2 separate regions of the Rattus norvegicus genome follow, and region 2 is linked to region 1. The links are chromatin contacts, called in public Hi-C maps. All regions are on one chromosome and are shown on one strand. Each heading gives the region's core, a stretch centred on a gene start, on an enhancer-like site or on the middle of the called end of the contact. The rest is flanking DNA. Distances are from core to core; before and after follow the strand shown.

Region 1 (3,794 bases), core at 448-2,947:
AGAGATGTATCTAGAGACTTTAAGTGTACTGTGTCTTGCGACACAAATTGTTGAAATTGGTTCACAACAGTTGTTTCATAGAAAAATAATCATAACTTAAGAAGCTAAAATCATATAGAAATCCTGCTGCAGTTTTATCAGTGGGACTCCCTTACTTTTTTTAAATTTTATTTTTTATCAGCTGTGAACTTAATTCTAATTCCTTTTAACTATATGATGCTGATCAAGGTCAGGGTGAGAGAGAATGCTTCATTCTGTGAGTTTCTAGCAACGTCACACTGTTGCCTTTGTAGGGCTGTCTCTCCATTCACACCTGTCTCGGAAATCCCTAGACTTGACTAACTGTTCAAAGACAGCTTTTACTTAGCAGCAGATGCATCTGAAGGAATGTGAAGTTTCCTATACCTTAAGAAAATTAAATTTCCTTTTCTTGCGTGAGCCCTTTATTCAAGGGCTTATGGAAGGGCAGGAGAGGCTACACTATCTGCTGACCTCCTCAGAGTAGATTGTCAAGGTTTCCCTGTCACTGAGAGCTAAATTTACTTTTTTTTTAAAGACAAACGGAAGTTGCATGTAGTCCACGAAAGTATCTGCAAGTGTATGTTAGGTCACGTTCAGAGATTACTTTTTTTTTAGTTCACTTTTAAAAATTGTTAATAAATACATTTTAAATTTTCTTTCATTTGTATGTTAATTATACAGATGAACATTCTAAAAACAAATCTGCCCGCTTAAACAAAGTCAGCTCTTTTGTGTGTGTTATAAAAGTAAGCATTTAATCAGTATTTGGTCATCTTCCCTTCTGACAAGTGAGTTACCTTAAGTTTTACTAGTAACAAGCCGACCTTTGTTACTAACAGTGATCTAGAGGACTTGGTCACCCAGGAAAGAGGCCCTGAAAAGACGTTTCTTTTCTGCTTATGATTTCAGTTAAGAATGCAAATTGCACATCAGACTTTGAGGAATACTTTGCCAAAAGAAAACTGGAGGAAAGAGATGGCCACGCAGTCAGCATTGAAGAGTACCTTCAGCGAAGCGACACGGCCATTATTTACCCAGAAGCCCCTGAGGAGCTGTCTCGCCTTGGCACGCCAGAGGCCAATGGGCAAGAAGAAAATGGTAAGGCTGTAATTCATTTTTAGCCACGATACTGACCTCTGCAGCTGTTACAATTACAAATGCACTACATGCCTGGGTGTTTACCTTAAAATTTGAAGAACAGCTGCAGAAGCATGGAATTTCATGAGCAAAGATTAGAACTGTAATTTTAGGGTATTGTGAAATTTTTTTTGTCAGCAAATTTGTGTCATTTGTACATCCAATACAGAAGAAGAACAATTACAGCCCATTTCTAAGAGATAAAAATATCTAAATGTATTCCTATCTTTCAGAGATATTTTACTTTTGAGGAAAAAGAAAAAAAACTTAAGATCACCAACCCTCACCTTTTGTTCTCTGACACCTGAAAAATCTTCTCTCCTGTAAATTCCTGAGTTACATGTGAGTCTAGGGTTCAGAGGGACTGTCAGTCACCCGAAGGGAATTTCTTCATTTATCAGCTGTTTAAATCCCCCCTCCCCACAAATAAGCTCAAGTAATTAATTAATTTTCCAACGCAGTGTGAGCTGATTCGGACAAGCCTGCCCTGGGTGTTCAAGGGGCCTGGTTGTGAGGAGGCCGGGCACGCAATGATGGCGCTGTCCTGGAGCAGATTGCAGCGATTCCTGTCATAGCAGCCCGGGCAGCCAGCCCATTAGCTGCCATTGATTTACTGACCTTTTGGCCCGCTCCTCTCCCTCTCGCCTCTCGGCTACAGACCTGCCACCTGGAACTCCAGATGCTTTTGCCCAACTGCTGACCTGCCCCTACTGCGACCGCGGCTACAAGCGCTTGACATCGCTGAAGGAGCACATCAAGTACCGCCACGAGAAGAATGAAGAGAACTTTTCCTGCCCTCTTTGTAGCTACACGTTCGCCTACCGCACCCAGCTCGAAAGGCATATGGTGACGCACAAGCCAGGGACAGATCAGGTGGGGGTTGGTTCTAAGTGATTTCTTTCTATAATAACCCCTTAGAGAAACGATATTGCTTTGATTGGCAATCATTATTAATTTTTCATGGCATTTTGAAGATGCAGATCTTTTAATGGTAATAGCTTTAATTGAGGTCTAAATGATTTTTTGATGGTCTCTTCTAATATGATTTAATAGTCTTATGTTCACGATCGAATGAGTGTGTTAATTTCTAATTTAGAAATTTTATTTGCACTTTAACTTGACTTTAGTTTCATTTTTATGTTCCACAAAAAGTGAATGAAATTGTAGCATTTTAATTATACATTATTAAACATCTCAGCAATTTTAATTCCATTTTTCACCTAGTTTTGCATAGGCATTCTTTTCATATAGGACCTAACGCATAGTAAAAGGAGTGCGTATTTCTTTCATTTGTCAGGAAACACTTTGAAGTTACTTAGAATACTTGACAAGCTTACCAATTTGTGAAATATGTTTTTAGGAAGATAAAAAGGCCATATAGGTTATATGCATATATACATAATAAATTGGAAAAGTGTTAAATGATAAAAAAATGTGGTTATAATTAAAATAATTTCACCTCAGTATACATGCTTGTAGTTAAATGCCAAAATTGTTCTGCCTCTTTTAGCTTACTTGTTTTAAAGATAAGAACTCTGTCTTGGAAAGGTAAGGATGGTGTCTTAAATCCTTGAAATGACTGAGTAGGCTTGATTCACAGCATCTCTTAAATGTTTCAGCAAAACTGCTCTTTCTGTCCTCCTGGGAGAATTGACTGTGCAAATTGATATTATGATGTGTTGGGTGGTCACAGTAATGATGCTTCATAAGTCACAATAACTGGGCCTACAGATACAGAATTGCCCTAAATGAACTTTGATATCATATACTTTTTAAGTGGTTAAATATGGCCTTCTCTATAAAACTCCGATTTGTCCTCATAGGCTTTATTGTCTTTGAATAAGGAAAAGAAGACACAAACCCAATTAAGCAAGAATGGAAATACTGTGTTACAAATTTTTTTATGCTATTTAAGGCACTATATCACATTATCACACCATTTGTTTCCGATTGGACTTGTTCCTGGAATGTTTTCCAGAGATCAGCTATAAGTAATACACTTGTGCAGTTACACTTTTGTAACAGTTTACCTTCTCACGCTTCTGTGCACACACACACACACACACACACACACACACACACACAAAACCACTCTAGGAAAAGAATGCCTAGATATTTATCTGGTATAACTGCTTTAAATTTCACATGCAGAAGAAGTGTGACTGTGTTGGCGCATTATGAATGGTAGCTTTGGTGTTGAAAAGTCCGCTCATTTGCTCATGGCATTTACAATTAGTAAATTAAAATGATTGTATCATATTAACAGTGGCACAACTAAAGTTTACAGCCGTCCTCTGAGGGCTGTGGGGGGACAAAACAGCTGCTGCTGTTTGTTTATGCAACTCGGCAACATATGAGCACCGGTCCCTCAATGGCGCTCGGCGGGCTGGGCTCCGCTTGATCTTTGAAGGTTGCTGCTGTTTGAACAAACCTCCCTGTGTCCCCTGTAACACCATCTGTCTCACTAGGAATGTGGGAAGATTCAGCACACCCTAGCAGTTGTCACACCGTTCCTGTCTTTTTTTTTTTTTTTTTTTTTTTTTTTTTTTTTTTTTGCAAAAGGCTTTTGTGTCACTGCTGCAGAAAAAAAGGCTGGCCTCTTACCTTGAGCATACAGAGTGGATGACTGTATTTTT
Region 2 (4,190 bases), core at 845-3,344, 1.4 Mb before region 1:
AAGGAGAAGGAGAAGAAGAAGAAGAAGAAGAAGAAGAAGAAGAAGAAGAAGAAGAAGAAGAAGAAGAAGAAGAAGAAGAAGAAGAAGAAGAAAAGAAAGAAAGGAAGGAAAGAGAGAGAGAGAGAGAGAGAGAGAGAGAGAGAGAGAGAGAGAGAAAATAGAAGTTTTATGACTTACATGAAGCCCCTGCAAAGCACAGGGGACTAAAACCAGTGTGTAAACTTGTCCTGCAGTTTAAGTGAAAAGCTCCAACTTTTCAAACAGTCCTGTAGATGGAGCTGCACTCTGCATTTCTAAGATCCCTGCCTCAACAATGAAGCAATTGTTTCCTGTCTCCACTTTGCAACTGCAGCCTCTTTTGCTTCTTTCTGGTTGCATGTTCTATTTATTTTAATGTATACCTTTGTGTAAAGCCTGTCTCCGAGTGGCTAGATACCCAGTTGATATGTGGCCTTCGCGGGGGAAAAGGGAGTGCAGCCCATTCCCATGACATCCTGAGGCTTTGTAGAGCCAAAAAAACCTTCTCAGGAACACCTAATCCTTGGGCTCCATCCAAGTACCACAATCTCTCTGTACAACTGACATGGGCCACGTGGGACCCTTGAGAGTTTTAGGTGTGTCTCTCTGAAGTCAGCCTCGGCCAAGCATGAGGCAAATGTGCCCGACCAAAGAAAATAAATTATGTGGACTCCAATTTTCAGCAGTTATGAAGTATTGAATTACACACGCAAAGAATTCGCCTTGGGATTAACCCTTTGGAATCGAAACACAATCTTCTCCCTGTGTCTACAAGGGAGCATGCTATGTGTAAGGCCTGCCTTTTCAAACACACAGGTTATGGCAGCAAAGACAGAGGATCTCAGGCATAGGACACATACTTGGTAAACTGTCTGTGAGACAGGCACAGGGTGTGTGTCAAGGGCTCCGCTCCGTCTCAGAATCTCTTTGTCTTTCTGTGGTTTAAATAAACTGTGTAAACTTGGGAGGTGCAGAGTACATCCACCTTTAGCATTTAATCAGAATGTTTTGGAATATTTCACACAGCCTGAAACCGCTTTCGTGCTCAGATTAGGGAAGTGTTTAAGAGCCTCTGTTAACTTGAGTGAAATCAGCAGTACAAAGCTCTTGAAATGGCATTTGTCCTCCATGACTCAGGAGCAATAGAAAAAGACATCCTGCCCTGCCCTGCCCTGTCAAGAATTCCTGGTCCCCACAACCCACTGAAGCTGTTAGTACATGCTGTGGCTGCAACTTAACACATAAACCCTGTCGCACAAAAACAAAACACTGTTTATTTCCCCTTCAGAGCGATTTATTTACCAAATGACCAGAGAAAGCAAATATCCAACAATAACAGGAAGAAATCAATCTTGAAGAACTTAAAAAAAAACTTTAACAAAGTTAACTTTTCCGTAAGCCCTGGGTCTGAAGTACAAGAAGCAGGATTTACAGAAATATGCATCCAGCCACTCCCTCTGAGGCTCAACTCCAAAGAGTGTGAGCTACAGGAAGGACACCACATTTAGGGACAAGCAAATTATGTCTCCTTACTGCTCTGTCACTTTCCTTCCTTCCATGCACTCTTGGAAGAAAACAAAACTGTGCAATGATATCCCCAGTGGACACCATGGAAGCCATCCAGTTGCCTCATTTTAACCAGTGAAGAAATGGGGGTTGGCAAAGGTTCCAAGAGTAACTATGAGCCTCAGAGCCAGGAGAAAAAGCCTCCCGACTCCCTGTGTAAGTGGAGGTTTCCAAACCAAATCTCTAATTAGAGAAACATGTACTTCTTCAGGTCTCTGGTGCTTGTGTTTGTTACAGCAATGCTATCTGTCCTTTTAAAATACTTGCTATTTGTGCTGCGTGGGACATTCTTTAGTGCCTGTAAAGTTTGGCTAAGATGTTTTGCTTATGTGTGCGTGTGTGCGCGTGCGCGCGCGCGCGTGCATGCGTGCGTGCGTGTGTGTGTGTGTGTGTGTGTGTGTGTGTGTGTGTTTCTGTGTTTGAGAAAGACAGGAGCAGAAATAGATTATGAGAATCAGAGAGCAATAGAGACAGGAAAAAGATGAAGAAGTTTCTGACATCATGTGGTCATTGGGTGGAGTAAATAATAAAAGTAATTGCTAAGCACTGTGCAGTCAGACTGCTGTGTACAGTTAAATCAGGATGAGCTGAACTTTCAAATGTCACGAGGTCTTTATTTTCAACAGGTGGCGTTCAAAAACACAAAAGAGCAGCTCCCGAGAATGGCTTGCTTGTTCTAAGTGTAAGGGAGTGTTAGTGTGGGCTTTCTCATGCTTCGGAAACCTGGGCTGCTGAAAAGCATTACTTCCTGCTCGTTATTATCTGAAGGCCCGCTTACTTACTGAGAGCACTTGCTCACTGCAGATCTGCTGGAGAAGCCTTCTCCTACTTCTAGTGGTTGTGAATTAATGAGAGCTTCTACTTTTAAAAACATAGCATAAAAAAACTGCTAGAAGGTGGAAAGTCAAGTTCCAGTGCTAATGGACAAATACTGGGTGAACAGAAAACCGAAACGAGGAAGAAGGTAGTGTCAAGTCAAACCTGCTTACTGCATCCTACGTGACTTGACTGGACTGCCCAGTCCTTGTCAGATCCACAGCCATTTATTTAAGCAGAGAAGAAGGAACTTTCTGTTGGAATGTGCCCCGGTTGCTTTATCAATTGCAATAGGAAAAGCATTGCAAGAAAGATTTTATAATTCCCAGTTTTTAAAATTATCATTGCCATCAGGACAGAGTGTGTGGTTAGAGGTCAAAGTGGGGGTGAAAGCAGCCTCGCTAGCAAGAAATTGGTTTGTTCAGGCTATTTCTTTGTGCCTACAAAATCATCCTATGAGAAGTACTTAGTCTAGGGAATGAGAAGGCGAGAAGACGGCTCTGGCTGTAAAGTGACTGCTGCGTAAGCAGAGTGGTTTGGGTTTAGATCCCTAGTGTCCATTTAAGAAGGTAAGCTCAGCAGTATACACACCTATAATACCAGTGACCCGGAAGAGATCAGAGAGAGATTCCTCAGGCTTTGCTGTAGCAGGATCAGTGGGTCGTGGGTTCAATCAGAGACCCCTCCTCAAAGCTAAGAGATGGAAGGACTGAGGGGACAGCTGAGATTAGGAGTTATCTTTTGCTTACATGCTTATGCACCCCTTAATACCCAAGTACATGCAGAGGAACATGTCCCCATACAATCAAATTTCAAAATAAAAGCATAAGGAATCATTCCACGTCAACCTTAGATTTTATGAATCTAAGCCCTTTACACATAAATGGGGCATTTCTCCTCATTGTAATGCTATTTCTCCTTAACTTAAGGTGAGACCCAGACACTTGTAATGATTACAGGGCTGACTCGATTTCCAGGGCATAGAAGTTAGAACTCACAGCCTTACAGAATTTCTGAAATAATTGCTTTAATTCTGTGACAATTTGAATCCTGTCCCATGTGCGGAATAAGTGGTTTAATAAATTGGTACTTTTAAATATTCAGGATATGAGGCACTTAGACACTTGCCCACAGTGAGGAATTCAATGTGATCTCACTCTTCTCTCCAAAAACTCCCTGTAAAAGTGAGTCCTTCAGAGGTGGCCTTTGGAGGGATGCTCGACTAAGCAAGGTTTAAATGGCTGACGCAAAAGTCTTCATAAAAATCAAAGACAGGTTTTTGGAATACTAAGTTCCCAGCTCTGCTTCAGTGCTTTATAAAATGGGCCAGATGTCAGATTCATCTAATTTAAATTTTGATGCATAAGTTTTAAAAATAATTCAATTTCAAGTAGCTAAAAAAAACCTCCATCCAAGGGATGCACTGCTTGGTACGGTGCATGTGGGTGGCTGAGGTGAAGCACTGACCTTTCATCATTAAAAATAAGCACGGTGTTCGTTTATGTTTCTTCTGTTTGCACACACGATACAAATAGTTGTCAGAAATTGTTAGGGGAATTCACAAGAAAAGGTAAAGGTATTTTGATCATAACCAAGAGTAGTTATAATCTAAAGGTGGATGAGGAGAAGAAACTCGTCTGCAGATGACTCATGAAAGCAAGACTCACTAAGGAAACTTCTGTAATGTTTAGGTCAGACTTGTTTCTAAGTTTCAATGTGTGTAAGGAGAATAAAGACAAACAGAGTATTGATCAGGAGAGAGCTGCAGCCTGTAACCTACATCTATCTTG

Evidence for each region. Hi-C and Micro-C count contacts between places; a contact is called where the count stands out from the background.
Region 2: a Hi-C map of psoas muscle shows a contact between it and region 1, with 5 times the contacts expected there. The contact joins two enhancer-like sites.

The regions. Positions count from the first base shown.
Region 1 is chr3:49,640,609-49,644,402 of GRCr8, reverse strand. Zeb2 (zinc finger E-box binding homeobox 2) reads left to right here. Exons shown (of 10, transcript NM_001033701.2): 5 at 931-1,119; 6 at 1,817-2,031. Among named protein-coding and RNA genes, the nearest start is that of Gtdc1, 71 kb to the right of the region's middle. Within about 2 kb of position 1,697, at least 5 of the 93 cell types and tissues checked have an H3K27ac peak or open chromatin away from gene starts, as enhancers often do.
Region 2 is chr3:51,059,160-51,063,349 of GRCr8, reverse strand. No RefSeq gene overlaps it. Among named protein-coding and RNA genes, the nearest start is that of Elobl8, 600 kb to the left of the region's middle. Within about 2 kb of position 2,094, at least 14 of the 93 cell types and tissues checked have an H3K27ac peak or open chromatin away from gene starts, as enhancers often do.